Regions from separate parts of the Rattus norvegicus genome. Here all the other regions are linked to region 3. The links are chromatin contacts, called in public Hi-C maps. All regions are on one chromosome and are shown on one strand. The core of a region is the stretch at or near the end of the contact, and the rest is flanking DNA. Distances in the headings are between cores, read along the strand shown. Region 1 overlaps Park7 (Parkinsonism associated deglycase). Region 2 holds the start of Errfi1 (ERBB receptor feedback inhibitor 1). Region 3 has its middle 27 kb from the start of Slc45a1.

Evidence for each region. A called contact is a pair of places that touch in the nucleus more often than the background predicts.
Region 1: a Hi-C map of liver shows a contact between it and region 3, with 4 times the contacts expected there. The contact joins two enhancer-like sites. A contact is called at or near these places in 2 of 12 Hi-C or Micro-C datasets (the Rat2 cell line and liver).
Region 2: a contact with region 3 is called in a Hi-C map of liver, with 7 times the contacts expected there. The contact joins the promoter of Errfi1 here to the enhancer-like site in region 3. A contact is called at or near these places in 8 of 12 Hi-C or Micro-C datasets (Schwann cells, frontal cortex, hepatocytes and 3 more).

What each region holds. Positions count from the first base shown.
Region 1 is chr5:166,647,591-166,652,355 of GRCr8, forward strand. It overlaps Park7 (Parkinsonism associated deglycase), which reads right to left. Exons shown (of 7, transcript NM_001277250.1): 4 at 3,427-3,486; 5 at 2,675-2,744; 6 at 137-223. Among named protein-coding and RNA genes, the nearest start is that of Park7, 5.2 kb to the right of the region's middle. Within about 2 kb of position 2,346, at least 19 of the 93 cell types and tissues checked have an H3K27ac peak or open chromatin away from gene starts, as enhancers often do. A contact at or near this core is called in liver, where this site is marked.
Region 2 is chr5:166,603,760-166,608,202 of GRCr8, forward strand. It overlaps Errfi1 (ERBB receptor feedback inhibitor 1), which reads left to right and starts at 3,082. Exons shown (of 4, transcript NM_001014071.1): 1 at 3,082-3,275.
Region 3 is chr5:166,436,904-166,441,551 of GRCr8, forward strand. No RefSeq gene overlaps it. Among named protein-coding and RNA genes, the nearest start is that of Slc45a1, 27 kb to the left of the region's middle. Within about 2 kb of position 2,603, at least 10 of the 93 cell types and tissues checked have an H3K27ac peak or open chromatin away from gene starts, as enhancers often do. A contact at or near this core is called in hepatocytes, kidney and liver, where this site is marked.

The DNA of each region.
Region 1 (4,765 bases), core at 1,096-3,595, 210 kb after region 3:
GGAGGCTCCTCTGTACCAGGCTGGGCAAGTGCCCCTGAGAGGGGCATAGAGGGAACAAGGCTGCCATACCACACCGGGGAACCCCCCGGTTCTAGGACTCTGTCAGTGGAAAAGCACAGGGTACAGACATACTTACTGCCGTTCATCATTTTGTCCTTAGCCAATGGGTGCGATGTAACCTTGCATCCAAAGCCTACTTCGTGAGCCAGCAGGGCCGTAGGACCTAGGAGTAAGATGTAAGAATACGCATGAGAGGTTAGAGAGAAACCCTGTGCTGTAAAACCAAAGCACAGCCCTGTGAGCCCAGGGACATGGGAGGCAGAGGCAGGTGGATCTCTGTGAGTTCCAGGCCAGCCTGGTCTACAGATCCAGTTCCAGAGCGAGTCCCAGGCCAATGAAGACCACATAGAGGGCCCTGCTCCAGAAAAAGAGAGAAAAAACAAACCAAAACCGCTTAGCAGGAAAAGTATTCTTCTAAATCAAACACCTAGAGCGTGAATAGCCACCACTCTAAATACCATGGCTTACACAGAGCATCTGCAATGAGCCTATGTGAGCACATCTGGTAAGGTAAGCATGGCTGCCGTCCCGTCATGGAAAGCAACTAACCACTGTTTGTTTCTTTTTTTGGGGGTGGGGGGTGGGGGGGGAGTTAATGGCCTGATCACCACTGCCATCACCTGAGCCTCTGATGAAGACCATGCCAAGTTAGCTCTGGGAACTGGCAGCAGACAGGGCCCCCCCTCCCCGCCTCTTCCTACAGCGCCGCCTGGTGGACGCCTGAAGGACACCCAGCCAACTAGAACTCCTTGGGTTCCAGGTGAACCCTTACACCCCAAGCTTCTGACTCCCAGGGCCCCTTCCCCTGCAAACTTCCCTCTCTCTCCCTGACTCATCCTCAGGAAAGCCTCCCTGCAATGACTTTCTTCTGGACTCAGCAGCACCAAGGGTGAGGCGAACAACTGAGACCTCCTGCTGATGAAGACAGGCTTCATCACAGAGCTCCGTCCTCTGCCCGAGTCGCCCCGGTTTTTCTGTTTATCCTTCTGAGACGGTGACATAGGACTGCTAGTTTCTTTTTTTAACACTGACTAGGTTTGGAGGAAGGGCTGGCCCTCAGGCCTGACTGAGCACAAGCAAGCGAGCAAGCCAGCTTCAGCTGCCGACATTCTAGTCCATGACACGGAAGACGATGACACTGCTGTTTACTTTCAGCCAAGTCTAAGGAACAAACCCAGGCAAACCGTAGGGAGGCTGGTCACCCAGACACAGCGAAAGACTTCCCGTCCAGTCAGGACAGGACGGTTACGGATAGCAACCATCAACCAACAGAAACCCCTGAGCTGTGGCTGTGAGAGCTCAGGCCGGGGCCCTGTCAGGGGAGCTGATGTGCAGGGGCTCCCACTGGCTCTCTACTGTGCACTCAAGCAGCAATCCCTGGATCCCGATGCCCACAACCTGCCACTTCTGGGAGTAAGACTGGCTTCCCATGTGTGTTTTTGGTGCTGGGAACAGAGCCAGGACTTCCCACACGCTAGGCACATACAACTCAGCCATGCTAGGGCCTGCACTGGGGACTTACAACTTATCCTCACGTTTTCCCTTCTTTCTTTTCTTCTGTGGAGAGAGGCTCTCCTATGTGGCCTAGGGTGGTCTTAAACTCACAGTACTCCTGCTTCTACCACCACGGCACTGCGGTTATAGCTTGGTCTCCTAGCCGGTCCAAATGGGGAAATTTTTTTAAATTTTTATTTAATTTTATTTTATATGCATTGGTGTGGGGATGTCAGATTCCCTGGAAGTGGAGTTACTGACAGTTGTGAGCAGCCATGTGGTTGCTGGGAACTGAACTGCAAGAGCAGCCAGCGCTCTTAACTGCAGAGCCAACTCTCCAGCCCCAGGGAAAGTTTTAAAACAGCAGAGTATAGCATAGTGCCTAGCCTGAAAGATGGCTTCGACAGGTGCCGTCATCTCAACAAGACACAAATAGCCACAGAGGTCCCTGCATCACCTGCTTTGTCCCTTGGGGGGAAACCAGGGCACCAGAGCTAGGATAGAGTCCCTTGATCCCCAAAGAAACCATCCATCCCTTCAGTCACTGTCCATTTGTTCTGTGACCACTTCAGGCATCGGATGAGGAAGACGCCAGATGCCAGAACATCGCCTGATGTTAAAGCAACAGCATGGATTTTAAGTGGGCCAGGAAGCAAACGATCAGAGTTTCAAGGCTCAGGACATGGACGAAAGCCCTCATCTGAAGCAGGAGTGTTCAAGAGCACTCAAGCCAAGGCTCAGTCATGCCCTAGAGGCAGGCGAGCCCGGGGAGATGTGTGGCGTTTGTGCCGGTCAAATTCTTGCTGACTCTCCTGGCAGGCCTAACTGCTGGCACAGAGATGTGCTGGAACAAGCTGTCTGCTGGATTCCAGAAGCCTTATTTTCCCTGAGGTCAACCAAACAGGGAAAACACCGAACTTCACAGACAGCGACCCAGGGCACAGAGACAGAACGCTCAACAATTGGGCTCAGTGCTGCCGAGACAGGAGTTCATGCCACCCAAACCAAACAGCCAGTGTGGGCGCCTTTTGGCTTCATGAAGGCAAGCTGTGTGCAGTCAAGCCCTGAGAGACTGGCCAGTGCCTCAGCCGCTGCATGCCCCACACCCGCACTTACTCACCCGCACAGATGGCAGCTATGAGGCCCTTCCTGTTCTCCTGCTCCTTGAGGATCTCCTTCACCAAAGCCGACTAGAGAGAGAACCCAAACGCCAGTCACCACTGAGACTGTCACTCCCAGCCTAACTCACTTCTAGCCGTTTCCCAGAAAGCGCTCTAACCAGCTTCCCAGTGTGTCTGTGTTCTCAAGCCTGGTCAATGGCATTCACTCCAAGAGAAAGGCCCAATAAAGACTGGAAAGACAAAGCAAAGTCACTAAGACACATAACCCTGTCCTGTGCTCCAGAAGAGGCAGAAGTGAGGGGACACAGGGTTCAGCAGCTTCAGATGGCAGAGGGAAAAGACCCCCAGGAGGTACAGCCCACTCCCTGCTCCTGCCTCTCCTGCATGACTCTTCACATAGAGCTCGAAACAAAGAGCAATGGCTGCCTCTCATGTCATCCTGTCTGTGGTCCTGCAGCTGTCCTCAACCCCGATGACAGAGCAGGCAGCACCTTCTAGGCTTAACCCACTCTGCTGCTGCAGCAGCTGGGAAGCTTGCAGCCTTGCGCCAGTCCACACTCGCCAAGCCTGTGTGCAGCAGAGATCTGCAGCGCTGTTCTCAGAACTGTGTGGGCAGGCTGGACTCAGAGCTAACCTCTGCTGCTTCTCCTGTGCCTACAGCACATCCTGAAGCATACCAAGGCGACAAGGCAGAAGCTGTGAGTTTCTCCACAAGCTTTTTTTTTTTTTTTTGTGACAGTGCAGTTTTTACCTCAGATAAGTTCTGTGCACCCAGATTTCCTCCTGGAAGAACAACCACATCGTATGGTCCCTGTGAGTCGGGAAACAAAAGGGAACACTTCAGTTTTACTGTATTAAATGGCAGCCCAGTATCTGCCAAAGAACAGCATGTATGCCTGCGGGGTGTGAGGGGTGGGGTCTGGGGGTGGAGTTATATGAATCTCTGTGGTAGAGCACATTCTTACCATGCTTGAGGGCCTGGGTTTGACTCTAACACCAAAAAAAAGTAAGTGCCAGGCATAGTAGTGCACACCCATAGAAGGAGGTAGAAGCAGGAAGGTCAAGGGTTCAAGGCTACCCTCAGCTACTTACTAACTTTGAGGCCAGCCAGATACCAAGACCCTGTCTCAAAACAACAATAACAAACCATCCAAAATGAAACAAATAAAGGTGGTAAAGGTGTGCACCTTTTGTGGAACAAAAAAAACCACTGTAAACAAACAAAAAAATGCACTGACACGGGGCCCAACTGCCTCTAACTCCAGCTGCACAGGACCCAACACCCTACCTGTTCTCTGGGGTGTGTGCTGTGCGTGCTCGCTCGTTCTCTCTCTCTCTCTCTCTCTATATATATATATATATATATATGTGTGTGTGTGTGTGTGTGTGTGTGTGTGTGTGTGTGTGTGTGTTTTAAAATGCAGAAAAATCTGTGATGGAAAATGTACGGAAGGAAGCCCAGGGAGCATGTGTAGTGTAAATGTACCAGGGTAGAGAGGAAACAGCGCCAACCACAGGGCCTTAGGGAGCCACCACACTCATGTGCACCAAAACAAACAGATATTCATCAACACCACAGATGCTCGCAGACGAAATACACCCAGCAGTGGACAGGGACCAGCCTGAGATAAGAGGGGTGCTTTATATATGTTTATATATAAACTTTATATATAAACGTCTCTACCATGTGACTTTTTCAATAGAAAATACAGGCAGTGTACTTTTAATAGCTAAAAATAAAAACCCAAATATTAAAAGGCAAAGAAAAAAGTTAGCATTATGAAACTTTGGGAAGAGAAAAATCACAGTATCCTAATATCTTAAACATTCGAACACCAAAAAAAAAAAACCTAATTAATTTTAAACATGGTGAAATTAAAAAGTACAAACAGAGAGAGAGAGAGCGAGCGCGAGTGCTATCATAATAGTATACACTGTAGTACGTGCCATCCACTTAGTCTTTGTGGTGCTGGAAATGGAACACATAGCCTTCCTAGGCAAGTGTTCTCCCACTAAGCCACACGCTGCCCACCCCACCCACCTACTGACTAAGGGTTCCAGAGCCTCCACCCAGGCCAAGTCCTTCTCCT
Region 2 (4,443 bases), core at 1,832-4,331, 170 kb after region 3:
AAGAAAGGAGAAAGCTTTCACTTTCTAAGTAGAGAAAATTTAAAAACAAGATAGGCTTGGGAAAAGGAGACTATTTCTCTAACTCTCTGTTCTGGTGTTTGAACTATTAAAGGTCAAGGAACAGTATGTGATCAGTCCACCAGAATCACGTCACATGACTGGCTGAACATTTTCACTTTAAACTCTTCTCAAACTGTTCCACAACGTTCCCGGCGTGTCGGTGTTATACAACAGTGTGATTGGCCTCCACAGCTGAGAAAGCTTCACTGTAGAGATAATTATGAGCTAAAGTCAGTGAAGGAGAAGCTCTAATTGCTTCCCCTCCGAAAAACTAGAAAGTTAAATGTTTGTTGTTGCAAGTTTAAAGTAGATCCAAGGGAGAAAACAAGACTAATCATGTATTACTCAAGTGACTATGACTTTTTTTTTTTTTGATGATTTACCAAAACATTAGCACATCCTACAGCTCCCAAGTGCAGAATGAGTATCCTGTTGGTCTTCTTTCTCTCCAGAGGGGTGTGTCCCTCGGTTGCTGTGGTGATTATCACTGTTTTGTGAATAGGGGAATATAAAAGCATGCTAATAAGGCAAGAGCGCAAATTACAACTGCATTGTGGTAACTGGAAATAAGAGTAACTCAGGGTCTTCTCCGGTGAAACCAGGCCTCACTGACGTCCCCATTCAGTAAATACTCTACTTCCAGGGCTGCAAGGATGTTCTGGGGGAGATCTTACACACACACACACACACACACATACACACAGAGGGGATGACACACACATACATACATACACACACACATACACAGAAGGGATAACACACACATATACATACATACACACATACACACACACATACACAGAGGGGATGACACACACATACACACACATACATTGAGGGGAGGACACACACACATACATACACATACATACACACATACACAGAGGGGATGAAACATACACATACATACATGCACACACATACACACACATACAAACACATTGAGGGGAGGACACACACATACATACATGCACACACATACACAAACATACACACTCAAGGATACACACACACTGAGGGGAGAACACACATACACACATGGAGGAGAGAACACACATATACATATATACACAGGAAGGGGAAGAGACAAACATACACATAGACACACATGCACACGCACACGCACACGCGCGCGCGCACGCACACACACACACACACACACACAGGAGGAAAATAGCACAGAGTATGGGTAAAACAGAAATAGCAAAGGTAAGGGCACGTAAACTTTCTGTGACTTTCAAACCCTAGTCAAGCTGGATGTGCTGACTTCATGCCTGTAAATCTCAACGCTATGCAGGCCAAAGGATGACCAAGTTTGAGGTTAACTTGAGCTATATAGTGAGTTTTAGGCCCGCTTAGGCTACAGAGTAAAACTGTCTTAAAAGCCACCGGAACTTAAACAAGTAAATAATAAATGCCTAGTTAATTTGGCAATGACTAATTTCCACGAGATTAAAAATACTACCAGGTGAATGTCGGTAAAAAGGTGGGAGAATTGAATCACCAGGAGCGTGGGTGTGGAAGTGACCCGGCAGCCCCTACAGGCCAGTAGGGACCATCAGAAAGAGGGGATGAGCCTTCTAATATCTGAGTTTTCAGTCTTTTCTTTTTAAATATCCAGGGCTTCGGGCCTTGAATTCAAAATTAGGGCCTTTGAGTTCAATGAAAAAACAAATGTAAGTCAACCCTGGAAGAAGCAGCTCGGTTCGTGGGGCACAGAGTTAATAGTTAACCAGATAATGAGGCCAGCACCTCATTCCATATGTTAAACTGGCTCAGTTAGGTGGTGCCAAGCATATAACTATCAGGCATTCTTGCTGAAGTGTAGGAAGGGCTCTGTGTGCGGACCACAGAGGTCAGCCACAGGTCTGTGCTCTCTACTCTGTGGAGCGCCATTAGGGGAATTTGTACCAGTTCAAACTGGAGGGCTTCTGTCTGTTTGCTTTTTCTTCTTGAACTACTCTTGGTTTATCATTGTATTGTTTATTTTACGGTTAAACTGTAAACCTAAGTTGCATCACCGGATTTCTGCCCCCAAGAAACCCTCCTCCCTGTGGACTTGATGGCGTTTTGTCCTTGGGCCTCAGCGGCCACCCTGGGGCCAAAAGACATGGAGAACTGTACTTTGACAGGTAAGCCAAGAGGGCTGGGGGCAGGTTTGAGGGAGGTGCCCAGGATCAGCCTAGCCTTGCTGGAGGCCAAGCCAAGTGCAGAGGAGCCCGGAGTGAGGCCTCCCTGATCCTGCCCACACAGCATGGCCCACTGCTCCGTCCCCTTTGTCCTTCACCTTCCTGTGCTGTCCCTCACCTTGCTGTTCTTCCCTTAACTACCATTATCAGTTGGCAGGGTTCTCAATATGTCCTGCAGTGGCTCTCAGGGCTCCTCACCCGCCCCTCCATCCCTTATTGTCCTTAGCCAGGCACTCTCTGTCCCTTCTTGTCTTCAGATGCATGATGTCCCTCAATGCCCCTCAGGTCACTGCCCTCTCTCTCTCCCAGACCCCACTTTCTTCATGGTTCTCCATCCCTGGCTGCAGCGCCTTGACATCGTCCTTCACGTCTCGCATCATCACAACAGTCCCTCGTTGATCCTCACTGTCCCCCTCCGTTCTTCATCACTCTCCTCGCCATCTCTGGACTCTCCCTCGCTGTACCTCGGGGTGCCCTTCTCCTCCCCAAGCCCCAATTGCCCCGCTTTCAGGGCCTCTTGGGCCCAAGCGCATCTCAGCATCACTACCCTTCCCGGGTTGGAAACAGGGCCGCTCACAGCCTTCTGAGGAAAACCCGGTGTCCTTAGGCTAGGCAGCTCACACAGAAGCGGCCCAGGCAGAAACGTCCCCTCAGGAGACGAGGATGCCAGCGCCACCCGGCGGGCCCCACGCAAAGGCTTCGATAGCACCATCGCCCCTTTAAGTGGCCGTCCGTCCGGATTGGCTGCGCGGAGGAGGCGGGGCGGCGGGCGTCGACGTCACGTTGTCGGCTCGCCTTATAAATACGGGCGTCGGCTGCGCCGGCGTCGGCGGCCGAGTGCGAGGCAGAGAGCGAGATCTGTACGGTGTGCGAGCGAGGGCGATCACAGCCTGCGAACAAGCAAAGAAAGAGAGAGCGAGTGAGCGGCGAGGCGCCTGCGCGATGCTCGGGCCCCTGAGCCCGCGGCCCTGAGCTAGCCGGGACGGACATGCGCGGGAGGGCGCCGCGGGGCCCCGCTCCCCTGGGGTAAGGCGTCGGGAACCGCGGGATGGGGGCGCGGAGGGCCGGCGGTCGGCCGACTGCGGGCTGGAGCGGGAGCCACCGGCGCGCCGCTTCCCGGGATGGGCCGGGGCGCGTGAGGAGCCGCGGGTGCCCTCGGCTTCCCGCCGGGGCCATGCACGGGCGAGCACACGACACGTCTCCACAGCCTGGGGCTCCGGAGCGGCGGCTCCAGGGTCTTACCCGCGCAGCTGCGGCCGGGGGATGCGGTGGGGCTGCTGCGGCCCCTTCCCTCTTCCCTTTCACCCCGCGCAGCCTCCGGTCCGGCCCGGAAAGCTTCTGCGGGAAGCTGTTGCGGGCGAGCTCGGAGATTGCTAGTCTCTGGTTGGTACCAGTTCTGAGTCTCGGTGCGACTCAGCGACGAAGGTCATTCCTCCTCCTCTTTTTTAATTCATCCGAGTTGTTCCGTGGCCTTTTCCTCTCCAGAAGCGTGGTTCTTTGCCTTAAGTGACTTAAATTTATTACAGAAGGAATGAGAATGCAGACAGAACTGTTCAAACGCCAAGGCTCCTTGGTAGTCTCCTGTATTTATACGTATATCGTATCTTTGTTCAAATTAATCGTGATTGGTGGTGCTGGATGGGTGCTTCCTCGGACTTTATTAGGGTTTCATCATTGCTTGAAAGAAACCAGTCTCCTACCTGATAAAAATGTGAATAGATTGTTAGTCATAAACTTAAGTGTAGTAAGAATAGAGACTGTAGCTTTAAAAGAGATGTGACGGGAGGTACACCTGCAGCACTGGTAGGGCAGGACCGGTTTCCAGGCAACTGTCAGGGGTGAAGAAAGGTGAGGTATAAATTGCTTTTCTTTCTTTCTTTTTTTTTTTTTTTTAAAAAACCTCCTGGAAAAAAAAAAGGTTATACTTCCTTAAGTCTATACAGGTGTAGTGGATATGCATCTATTGAAACTGGAACATTTTTGAGTTCACTGTGTCGGCTCTTGCCAAAAAAAAAAAAAAAAAAAAAAAAAAAGAACTTTCTTAAAACGTGGAGTTTTTAAGAGTTTACCAAAGTGGAGACCAAAGATAGTCTGGATACCCATATCAGCAAAAGAGCAAATTTTGTAAAGACAAAAAAATAACAAGCTGGTTTCTTACTAACCTGTCAACTCTGGGTGATTGTCACCCCATCCC
Region 3 (4,648 bases), core at 1,353-3,852:
GGTGGAGGGAGAGGACTGACTCCTGTTAAGTTCTTCTCTGTCACATGCACGGTATATGCATAAGTGCACACACACACACACACACACACACACACACACACACACACACACACTTCAAAATGCAACAAAAACGTTAAAAAGAAAAGTAGTCCAGGAAGGACCGGCTGGGATTGGGGATAAGAGGTTGGTATTTTCTTTGTTGTAGAGGATGGTGGAGGCGGGGACAGGGTGGGGTTGTGGGGATCAGGAATAATCTCTGTGGGGTGTTCTCATTCATTAGGTAAATATTTGTCAAACTCTACTTGGCCCGGGCATATGTGAGTGCTTGGAACCATTGAACCATTGGTGGCACTCTTGCCTTGCTCTTGTGTGGATCACGGATAGTAATATTGGTATGGATTTGCTTACCAAATTTTGGGAAACTGGTTGGAAAGATCTGCACATAAGGTTTGGAAGGACACATTTAAAACCTGGTGGGGCACTGGACCAACAGAGGGCTGCAGCTTGTCTTTGCTACTTCATGGGTTCTTTTTTCCTCCCTCCAGCCCTCTGGTTTTACCTCCTAACACTAGACAGGAGAGAAAGAAGGGTAGAGAGGAAAGAGAGCCCTGAATCTTTTGTTTCTTTTGTTTCTTCTTTGACCTCAGCTACTAACAAACCACAACCAGCCTCCCTAAATGACCAGCTATCACCCACACACACTATCGGGGCCCTAGCGTTTATGTACCCTGTGAAAAGTTCTCAGAGATCCAAATGTCACACAGTCGCAGACGTTATCCACACCTGGCAGAACCACGCTTCTGTTAGAGCACGAGGCAAATCATGGTCAGCCGCTTCAGACAGTCCAAAGCAGCCTCGCATTCCTGGGACTAAAACGAAAGCACATTTTTTTTTAAAAAAAATGTATTTATTCATTTAATGTATATGAGTACACTGTTGCTGTCTTCGGACACACCGGAATGGGACATCGGATCCCATTACAGATGGTTGTGAGCCACCATGTGGTTGTTGGGACTTGAACTCAGGTCCTCTGGAAGAGCAGTCAGTGCTCTTAGCCACTGAGCCATCTCCCCAGCCCACACATTCTTATAATATGTCTGTGTTTTAAAAAGAAACCCAAATTCTGGAACTCTCAAAAAATGTCACCACGGAGGGCTGGTGATTCTACACATCGAAGAGATGCCGACATTCTCAGTACCCACTACACACATGACAGCAATTCCACTAGAAAAAGCAGAAATGCCAATAGGTCAAATTAGTTGCGAAACCAGGTTCCCATCACAGTATGACAGTGTGCAGTTGGCGAGAGTCAACTTTCAGAATCGGTACTGTGGGAGAAGACCCTAAAGTGAACAAGTCAATGATTATGTCCAGAAATATGTTCAATATCATCGCCCACTACACAGTCTGAAGCTAGCAGGGACTTTGTGAGATCCCCTTTCAAAGAATCAATCAATCAATCAATCAATCAATTAAAAATAGATCCAGGCAAACCCACATGAGATATGTGATGATATTTGAGGGTACGCAAATCACACTTTTAAGATAGTTTGTTGAGGGGTTGGGGATTTAGCTCAGTGGTAGAGCACTTGCCTAGCAAGCGCAAGGCCCTGGGTTCGTTCCCCAGCTCTGAAAAAAAGAATAATAATAATAAAAAAAAAGATAGTTTGTTGATGGCATTCCCCTGTCTCAGAGCTGGTTTACCTAATCTGAGATTTCTGTGCCTGACGCTCACACATCCATCCTTGGGACCCCTCCCCAAGTCCAGAGGTACTGAGCGAGGTGGGCATTCTTGTATAACAAGCCCGTGCAACTTGTGAACTAGTTAGTGTGAGACTGTGAACTAGTTAGTGTGATACTGAACTAGTTAGTGTGAGTCTATGAACTAGTTGGTATGTGACTGAACCAGTTGGTGACTTGTGAACTAGTTAGTGTGAGACTTGTGAAGTTAGTTAACTAGTTAGTGTGAGACTATGAACAGTTAGTATGTGACTGAACCAGTTGGTGACTTGTGAGCTAGTTAGTGTGAGACTTGTGAAGTTAGCGAACTAGTTAGTGTGAGACTATGAACTAGTTGGTATGCAACTGAACTAGTTAGTGGCCTGTGAACTAGTGTGAGACTGTGAGCTAGTTACTGTGTGATTGTGGACTAGTTAGCATGTGACTGTGAACTAGTTAGTGTGAGACTTACGAACTAGTTACTGAACTAGTTAGTGCAACTGTGAGCTAGTTAATGTGTGACTGTGAACTAGTGTGTGATTGTGAACTAGTTAGTGTGTGATTGTGAACTAGTTAGTGTGAGACTTGTGAACTAGTTAGCGTGCGACTGTGAACTAAAAGCAGAACATGGCACAAGTCAATAGGAGGCTGGCTAGAGGCACCTGAACTAGGGTCCCTCTAACCTCTGGACTTCATAAAAAATGAAGGAGACTTTTGTGTGATTACCGCTCCCCCTCCTGCCCCCATCACCATTACAATTATTTTGCTGACATCAGCAACACGACCCAGCGAAAGCAGAAGTCACAGGTGGAGGCACGCACACCTGAGTCCCTGTGACTGCAGCAACTTTCTCTTTCATAACTATTTCCAGCGAGCACCTCGAATTCTTGCTGCACGAATCAGGAATGCAGGCACCAGGTGTTTTATTTGTACAGCGTCCTCTGCCTCTGTTCCCAGAAGAAGGGACAGGGGACAGGACACTCTGTCAGATAAACAGTTGCCCAAGGTCTTGGGCAAGAGAAACTGGGACAGGAAGCAGACTGCTGAGTCTGCCCCAGGTAACCGCCTAATAAAATAAACAACCCCGTGGACAATGAGTGCCTGTATTCCACGTGACAAATGTTTACACCCAAGCGAGCCGTGTTTGAGAACCTTTCTCTGGGTGAACATTGACCTTTGCAGGCAAAACCCAGGGCTGATTTCCTAGGCGAGGTAATTGATTTTATTGGCTCAAAGCTGTGCTGTGAACAACAGAAATTGTTGTTTTTTGCAATTATAGAAAAAGTGATTCAGCAGCTCGGGACAGCCGACAGGCTGTGGGTCAACTTCCAATCAGAAAAAGGCCACACCGGGAATGGCAGTTTGAGGAAGATGAGGGCCCAGGGGTTTATTGAAAGTGAACTCAGCTGCTCCAAATGTGGGAGGAGAGACAGACCCTGCTGTGGGTCGATGAGCAGGCATGGCCCGCCCCCGCCCCCAGGATGCTAAGGCCTTGATTTCCAGGGTGTTGACTTAATAGAGCCCCCAATTTCTGTTACCTACTGTGCTGTACAGAAGCATCAACCAAAGATGCAGGGGAGACTGTTTGCGCCCAGTGACTGAGGTCAATCCACCTGCAGTGTTGGAAACCCTGGACCTGTCACTTCCCCTCATGTGTCCCCAGGGTATTAAAGATATGATGGCTTTCCCTCCCTCCACTTTTTTTTTTTTTGAGGTTTCATTTGGGCTCGTGGTTTAGTCCCTCCTGGCAGGAAGTGGGCTCATGGTTTAGAGAGACACAGTCCCTCGTGGCAGGAAGTCATGGTAGCTTGCGGCTCTTTCCCTGGGCACGGCTTAAATCTTGGCGGAACAGAAACAGAAACCCCGGGAAGATTCCACTGCACTGCTTCCTCTGAGCAATCTCAACCCTGGGGCTGGGATGTAGCTCATAGGCAGAGCCTTTGCCTGGCACAGTACAAATGCCTGGGCCTCTACCCTTGACACATTGTTAATTGTGTGGCATGCATCTATGGTCCCAGCATCTTGGAGTGTGCCTTTCCATGTGTTCTCCTCAGTTAAGACAGTTCTGGTCTTCAACGCATGAAGTCTTAGCATCTAGCCCTGCAGGGCCCAGAAACCCACAACCTTACACAGGTCACTAGACCGGAGAGCAGTTTCATCTGTGAGATTGAAAAGCTGGCTGAGGTGTCCTGAGCTTCCTTCTGAGGCTGCAGCTATGAGGTATCTATTTCTTGCTCACTTCTTCTCACAGATGTCTGGTAGAATCCAGACCAAACTGCTGCTCAGCCTACCCAGCTGCAGGAGAATCTCTGTAAGGAAATGGCAAGCCCCTCTCCCCCTCACTCCCCATAGCTTGTCTGGGATGCTTCAAGCTCCTAACAGGTGCTTGGATCTCAGGAAAAATGACAGGTGTCATTCTCCCTCCCCCAAGGAAGCTGACGAGTCTGTCTGCCAGACTCCAGAGAGAGACATGCCCCCCACAGTATGATGGGTACATCTCTATGAGACATGCCCCTCCTCACTTCCACACATCCATGAAGTCACATGTTACCACCCCAAATTCTCTCTCTTTTCCCTGCTGCCCGGGACTTGGAGAAGCCTTGAGTCCAGGAATCTTCCCCTTCCTCTGAGACCTATAAGAAGGGAATCTACCTGCCTCATGGGCTGGAATTCACCTCAGAGGCTCTGTCATGCTGCTGTCTGTCTGTCTGCCTGTCCATGGCATCAATAACTCTGCCATTAAATCTCACGCACCCCAAATTAGTCTGCTTCAGTGTCCCCCATGAACCCCAAAAGCTTACAATTTCATACACTAATCTTTTCCTTCTAGGGAAGGAAGGGGAAAGAAAGTTGATGTTGACTAGCCGAGAGCCAGAGAAGAGCTTTAAGCTAGCTCCTTGGTGAGAGCCTGCTAGCCTTGGGTGAGGCT